2 separate regions of the Sus scrofa genome follow, and region 1 is linked to region 2. The links are chromatin contacts, called in public HiChIP or PLAC-seq maps. All regions are on one chromosome and are shown on one strand. Each heading gives the region's core, a stretch centred on a gene start, on an enhancer-like site or on the middle of the called end of the contact. The rest is flanking DNA. Distances are from core to core; before and after follow the strand shown. Region 1 has its middle 37 kb from the start of LPIN2. Region 2 overlaps DLGAP1 (disks large-associated protein 1).

The links. HiChIP or PLAC-seq counts read pairs in DNA pulled down with a chosen protein or histone mark.
Region 1: a contact with region 2 is called in an H3K27ac HiChIP or PLAC-seq map of alveolar macrophages. The contact joins two enhancer-like sites. A contact is called at or near these places in 2 of 2 datasets of contacts at active chromatin or transcription factors (alveolar macrophages and skeletal muscle).

Annotation. Positions count from the first base shown.
Region 1 is chr6:103,648,847-103,651,707 of Sscrofa11.1, forward strand. It overlaps a transcript of LPIN2 not described here. Among named protein-coding and RNA genes, the nearest start is that of LPIN2, 37 kb to the right of the region's middle. Within about 2 kb of position 1,430, at least 18 of the 83 cell types and tissues checked have an H3K27ac peak or open chromatin away from gene starts, as enhancers often do. A contact at or near this core is called in alveolar macrophages, where this site is marked.
Region 2 is chr6:103,132,106-103,135,250 of Sscrofa11.1, forward strand. The region is part of intron 7 of DLGAP1 (disks large-associated protein 1); the gene reads left to right. Among named protein-coding and RNA genes, the nearest start is that of TGIF1, 100 kb to the right of the region's middle. Within about 2 kb of position 1,341, at least 69 of the 83 cell types and tissues checked have an H3K27ac peak or open chromatin away from gene starts, as enhancers often do. A contact at or near this core is called in alveolar macrophages, where this site is marked.

The sequences.
Region 1 (2,861 bases), core at 180-2,679, 520 kb after region 2:
AAATTTCCTTAGATTATAAAACTACATGAAATTTTATTCCCTAGGAGTTGAAAAATACTAATATACCCTGTATTGATTGTTTTGAGAGCTGATTTTTTTTTTTTTTTTAATGTTCTGAATATCCTTTTAAATACTGGCTAAATCTTTTGCTGGTATTCTTGCCATAGAATGGAAAAGGGCTTTTGTGTTAGGACATTTCCCTGCCCCAAGTCAGTTAACTAGATAATTTAATGGGAACTTCGCTGTATTTAAATTTCCTAGTTTGTTTGTTTGGTCTTGTTAATGAGACATACCTAAGTGGATCACAGGTGCTAAGGTTGAGAGTAGGAAAAAGAGCTTTTCCTAATTAAAAGCAGAACAAAACAAATCCCACAGTTGTTCATATTTGCTTGGTGTTTGTTTTTTTTTTCTCTAGTAGTTTTCATTCCTCTGAATAGGATTCTTTTTTATAAGGCTGCATCACATAAGAGTTCTCTTCATATTAAATTTTTTAAGTATTTTTTTTATAAAGTTTAAAAATTCGAAGAGTACTATGAGGTGTATAGTGAAAAACACCGTCTCTTCCTCCCTGCTGATCACTGCTCCCTAGAAGCAGCTCCTTTCAACTCTTTGCGCCTGTTTCTCGCGGGACTTGGTTCCACGTCCACAGGCCTGCGCTGCGGGAGTGTGGGCTGGGATTTTAGGTGTTCCCTGTGGATTTCCTGGCACACCATGAGGGTTCATCTCACACAGGTGTCCTTGCCTCCCAGTAGAATCGTATCCTAATTTATTTTCAGAATGTTCAGTGTTGATGTTTTTGTGACTAAATATTGTTCAGAACGAAGATTTTATTCTTCGCCAATTCAGATCTTTGTTTTCTCTGGAGTTAATTGTTCTTTTGGCCTGTGTTTCTTGGTACCAGTCCCATGTGCAGCCCCCGACTGGCACCTGGGCCCCGGCCTCCGACAGGGCTCCCCAGCCCCCACACCCGACCCCGCTGACCTCTCCGCAGCTTCTCTCCTCCCAGCGGCTTCCTCATCTTGGTGGGCACGTCCTGCACTTTTCAAGGACAGGTTCACAGAGGGTCACTTCTGTGAGATTGTGGGGTCTGGATGTCTGCTCTAGCCTCCTACTTGGTTGTAGGCTGGCTGTAGAATGCTAGAGAGGAAGTAATTTTTCCCTTAGTGTTGTGAATTGTTACTTTTGAGAAATCACTTTTCTTGAGAAGCCGCAAGCTTTTAAATTCCTGTTTCTGTCCCTCTCCGTCTTCCCTTCTCCCAGGTGCTTTCAGTACTTTTACTTTCTCTCCTTAAAGCCCCTCAACCTCTGGATGAGGTGATTGTCTGTTACCTGCAGCTTTGGTCACCTGACAGCCTGGGTCAGGGAGTCACGGGTTCCCTTGGCATGAACCCGCAGCCTGGCCTTGTCCTGCCTGCTCGTGCTTGGCTGGTGGGTCGGTGTGTCTGGGGGTCTGTAGATCTGTGCGTCGGGCACATCTCAAGCCAGTGAGGCCTCAGGGGCAGAGGCCTGGGGAAGAGTCACTGCAGCCAGGTGCCCCCTGCTTGGTGTGGCCTTGCCCTTTGCCCCCAAAGAAATGACAGGGCTTTCTGGCACAGCCGCCGTGGCTGCAGCACAGCATGAGGATGCTTCTGTTCTTTGTGCTGGGCATCCAGTGGGAACTTTCATTTTGGAAAATCATGTCTTTGGGAAATTTTCACCTGGTTGTTGATGTTTTTGGCGTTATCTCCACCAGTGAGGGCTTGGAGTACTTGTAACTTTCTAGGCCTCTTTTTTTTCCTCCATCCATGTTTCATCTTTCAAAAACTTGGACTTTTTTCATTGTCTCTAGCCATTCTCTTTGTACCTGCTAGTTATTCCTTTTTTATTTCTTTTGTGTTAGTGGGTGGGTTCGTTTGTGAAGGCTGCGGTAACAACACACCACAAACTGGTGGAATAAACCAAAGGTTCTGGAGGCTGGAAGTCTGAGATCCAGGTGTCGACAAGGCTGCTTCTTTGAGGGCTGCCTCCCCGGTAGCTGGCAGTCTCAGCATTTCTTGGCTTGTAGGTGCAGCACTTTGATCTCTACCTTGCATTCACATGGCACTCTGTGTGCCTGCACATGTGTCTGTCTTGGTCCAGGTTTCCCCTTTTTATGAGGAAGCTGGTCATACTGGTTTAGGGCCCACCCTAATGACCTCATTTTAGCTCAGTTACCTCTGTAAAGATCCTTTTTCCAAATAAGGTTATGTTCTGAGGTATTGAGGGTTTAAACCTCAACTTTTCATTTGGGGGCACAGTTCAAGAGTGAATTTCAAGAGGGAATAGTGTGTAACACCCTCTCTGTTCACAGAATGTCTAGTTATTGTAACATTTTACAAGATGCTTTTAGGCACATCTGTCTTCACTGAAGATCAGAAAGCTACTCTCAGGATGCAATTTTAGATTACAACTGGAGATTTTTGTTCAGGCTGTGAGACTGCTAAAATTTCCACTAGTTTCCTGAATATTTTATTATTTAGTGTCTGAGTCACCTCATTTTGTACTGTTGCTTTCTTTCTGAAACAGTTTGAAGGTGGGCAGAATGCCTAAAGAGCAAACAGTCTCGTGAAGAAGTAAACCCTTAGGCTGACCAGCAGAGCCACATGAACATCCTGGAGTTTTGGTTTTTTAAAATTCCGTCATATATTTTCTTGTTTGGGGCTCCCCAATCTTTTAACCTAAAGTAGCCCCCTCCTGCCTTTCCTCCGTTACCCTCTTAAATTTCCTTCATCAGTAATTTTTGTTTGTGGTCTCCCTCCCTCCCTCCTGAGGGTTGGCTTCTAAGTGCTGGGGGCAGGTACCAGCCAAGTTCACTGCCCGATTCCAGCTCAGAGCAGTGCTTG
Region 2 (3,145 bases), core at 91-2,590:
CTTGGTTTGTAATCTGGAACGTTAAAGGATCGAGTCAAGGACTAGCCAGATGTCTGCTGCCTTTCAAGATGTTCCTTTGAAATGACTGATTTCAGGCAAGAACTGGTTTTACATATGGTAACCCTCCATTTCTCAGAGTGGTTAACTTCTTGCCAAGCTTCATTAAAGGTTCCCATGAGAGGCTTCAGATCTCAGTGCCTGGACCTGGGCCTTCTAAAATGACTTTCCTCCAAACAACACTTAACTTCCTTTAATTTAGTTAATTAATGGAACTTTCTGAAGAGAACAGCGGCTTTGATCTGAACCTCTTTCTTAGTTTTCTTAACATTTCCGGAAAGGGACAAAGGGGGCTGCCCTTGCAACTGACTAGAGCTACCAGGGCCTCACAACTGTAATCCTTCCTCCAAATCAGGGACCGGATTGCTCCGAAGGAGGGAGGAGCCCAGGAGAGGAAGAAGCCTTGGTTAAAAAGACTGCCCTGGGCATTTTCGTGGGTGTTTGCCCCACACAGAGATAAAAGAGCTAAGGTGGGGCTGCAAAGCAGGCTCTCTGGGAGGCTGGGCCAGCAGTTTGGGAATCCTAAATCATCTTTGCAAATAAACTAACAGGAAACCAGTGAAGGGAATTAGAAATGTTTCTACCTGAGAGAAAGGCTTCTGCAAACAATCGACAAATTCAGATAAAAATGGAAAATGCCAGTCCCACCCAGCAGAACCCTCGTTTTCTTGGCTATTCATCCTCACTGCCATCCACTTAACCAAAGAGCGGCAGCAGCTTTTGCTTTTCAACTTGCCAAGGTAACAAAAACTGTTGCCCTAGCAGCTGCTGGGGGGGGGGGGGAAGGTCAGCACCCTCAACCCAGAGCTCTTACCCTTAATTTTAAGGTGGTAAATTAAAAAGCAAGACATTCTGGGTCTTGACTTACTCTTTGCGTTTTTTTCTGGAAGACAAAAGCAGCCAAGCCATCCCCCTTCCTTGTGACTTACCTGGGAGCCGAGCCTCGGATTTCCAGGTACATCGGTGATGTTCCGAGATTGGTCACCAGGGGGCGCTCGAGAGCGGGCTGCCTGCAGCAATACTTTGTTTTCTCAGACTGAGCTGGGAGGGAGGGGGGGTGGTGAGGGAGATGCCGCTGGCTTTAAAAAAAAAATCCTTTTGTTCTCTGAAATCCTGCTGCCTGCCGTTTTAGAAGGCAAAGGTTGCCACGTTACCTGTTGCCAGGTTCCTGCGAGTGCTTGGGGAAAATGTGGGCGACAAAGGTAACGCACAAAGTCCTCGGGCTCGGTGGCTTTCAAGCCCTTTGGCCGGGCTGGGCGCTGACATTTGGAGCGCAGCTGCGGCGATCGGCCCAGCATTGTTGGGTTGTAGTTCTAACAGAGGAGTGGCTGCGTCTGACATCATTTCCAGGCATGGAGTGCCTGGGGCTTTTTTTTCTTTCCTTCTTTCTTTTCTTTTTTTAATGACTAACTTTCTAACCCCCCCCCCCCACACACACACACACACGCACACCCCGGTTTGGGACAGTACACGCACTGTGCACGACAAGCCTCACCTCAGGAAGCCCAAGTTTTGTAGCAACTTGTTAAAATAACTCGGGTGCCTCAGGAAAAAAAAAAATCTGTGACTCTGAAACAAACCTTGCCATTCTTCCTCTGAGAACAATGTTGTGTTTGATTTGCAGCAGAAAGCGCTGCTCTCCCCGGCTACTATCGACTGAATAGATCTCGGAGCCAGACAAGCTGAGGCTTGGGCGTTTGTCTGGCATTAGGAAGTGTCTGGAATACTAGTAACTACCCACTGGCAAGTCCTATGACTACAAAAGTTATTACAGCAGCCCTCCCTCTCTGTCCACATCCCGCTCCGCCCCCTACACCCTCACACAGGCCCTGCTTTTTTCTACTTGACCGAGGAAAGGTTAGCTGTTCCTGCGGTTTCCGTGGAGGATGGCTCTGGTGGAAATCGTTCTCACAGCCTCTTCCCTTGAGCCAAAACTAACCAGGGGGAAGGCCAGCAGCGGCCCGGGTCCCCTCAGAAGCCCCGGCCCCGCCCCCGCGGCCCTGGGATGGCCACCCTCTCCCCGTGGGGCCAGCAGGGCGCGGACCACTGACCAGCACACTTTGGGTGGCCTGTACATGTTGAGCTGTAAATATTTTGAAAGAAGGCGGTTATTTTTCCCCGTGTGGTGTTTTTTGCGGCGTTTCTCCCTTTGGCAGCAGTTTTCAAGCTGCATGGGCACACCCCTTGCTGACCCATCCACATGCATGCATCCTCCTCACCTTTGCCCAGGTCCTGCAGCTGGGAGCCGTCTCCTGGAATTTGTCACAGAAAGCATTAAGCTTTACTGGCCAAGGCATTTAAGGTTTAATAGCAGATGAGTCCAGGTGATTTGAGTGAAGGAAAAGAGGTGGCATTTGGAGGCCAGAGAACACTAACTCTACCACCTCGTAGCTGCATGACTTAGAGCAATCAGTTACCTGCCCTGAGCCTCTGTCTTACCATCATATATATATATGGGTTTAGTGAGATCTCCCTGGGTCTCGAGACCCTGTCTATTAAATTCGCACGGAGCTCCCGTCGTGGCGCAGTGGTTAATGAATCTGACTAGGAACCATGAGGCTGCGGGTTCAGTCCCTACCCTTGCTCAGTGGGTTAACGATCCGGCGTTGCCGTGAGCTGTGGTGTAGGTTGCAGACCGGCTCGGATCCCGCGTTGCTGTGGCTCTGGCGTAGGCTGGCGGCTACAGCTCCGATTCGACCCAGAGCCTGGGAACCTCCATATGCCGCAGGAGCGGACCAAAGAAATAGCAAAAAAAAAAAAAAAAAAAGCCCCCAAAAATAATAATAATAAAAATAAAATAAAATAAATTTGCAGCGCGTTGAATGTTACAAAGGATGGTGATTAGGTTGATCTCACGGCAGATGAAAGTCAAGACACGCTCCATCTCATCATCTTTGTTTTCACCTGGGCTTGTGCTTTTATCCTGGGAACACACCCTGGCCAAACCATCAACTTTTCTGGTGCTTAGTAGGGGGTCTGGCCTGGGGAGTGTGTCACCATGGGGAGCATGGCTCCCACAGTTTGTTGTAAGTTCAGCCCCTCTGGGTCAGCCTGCCTGGAAGCAGCAGCAGCAGCAGCAAACTTCTCT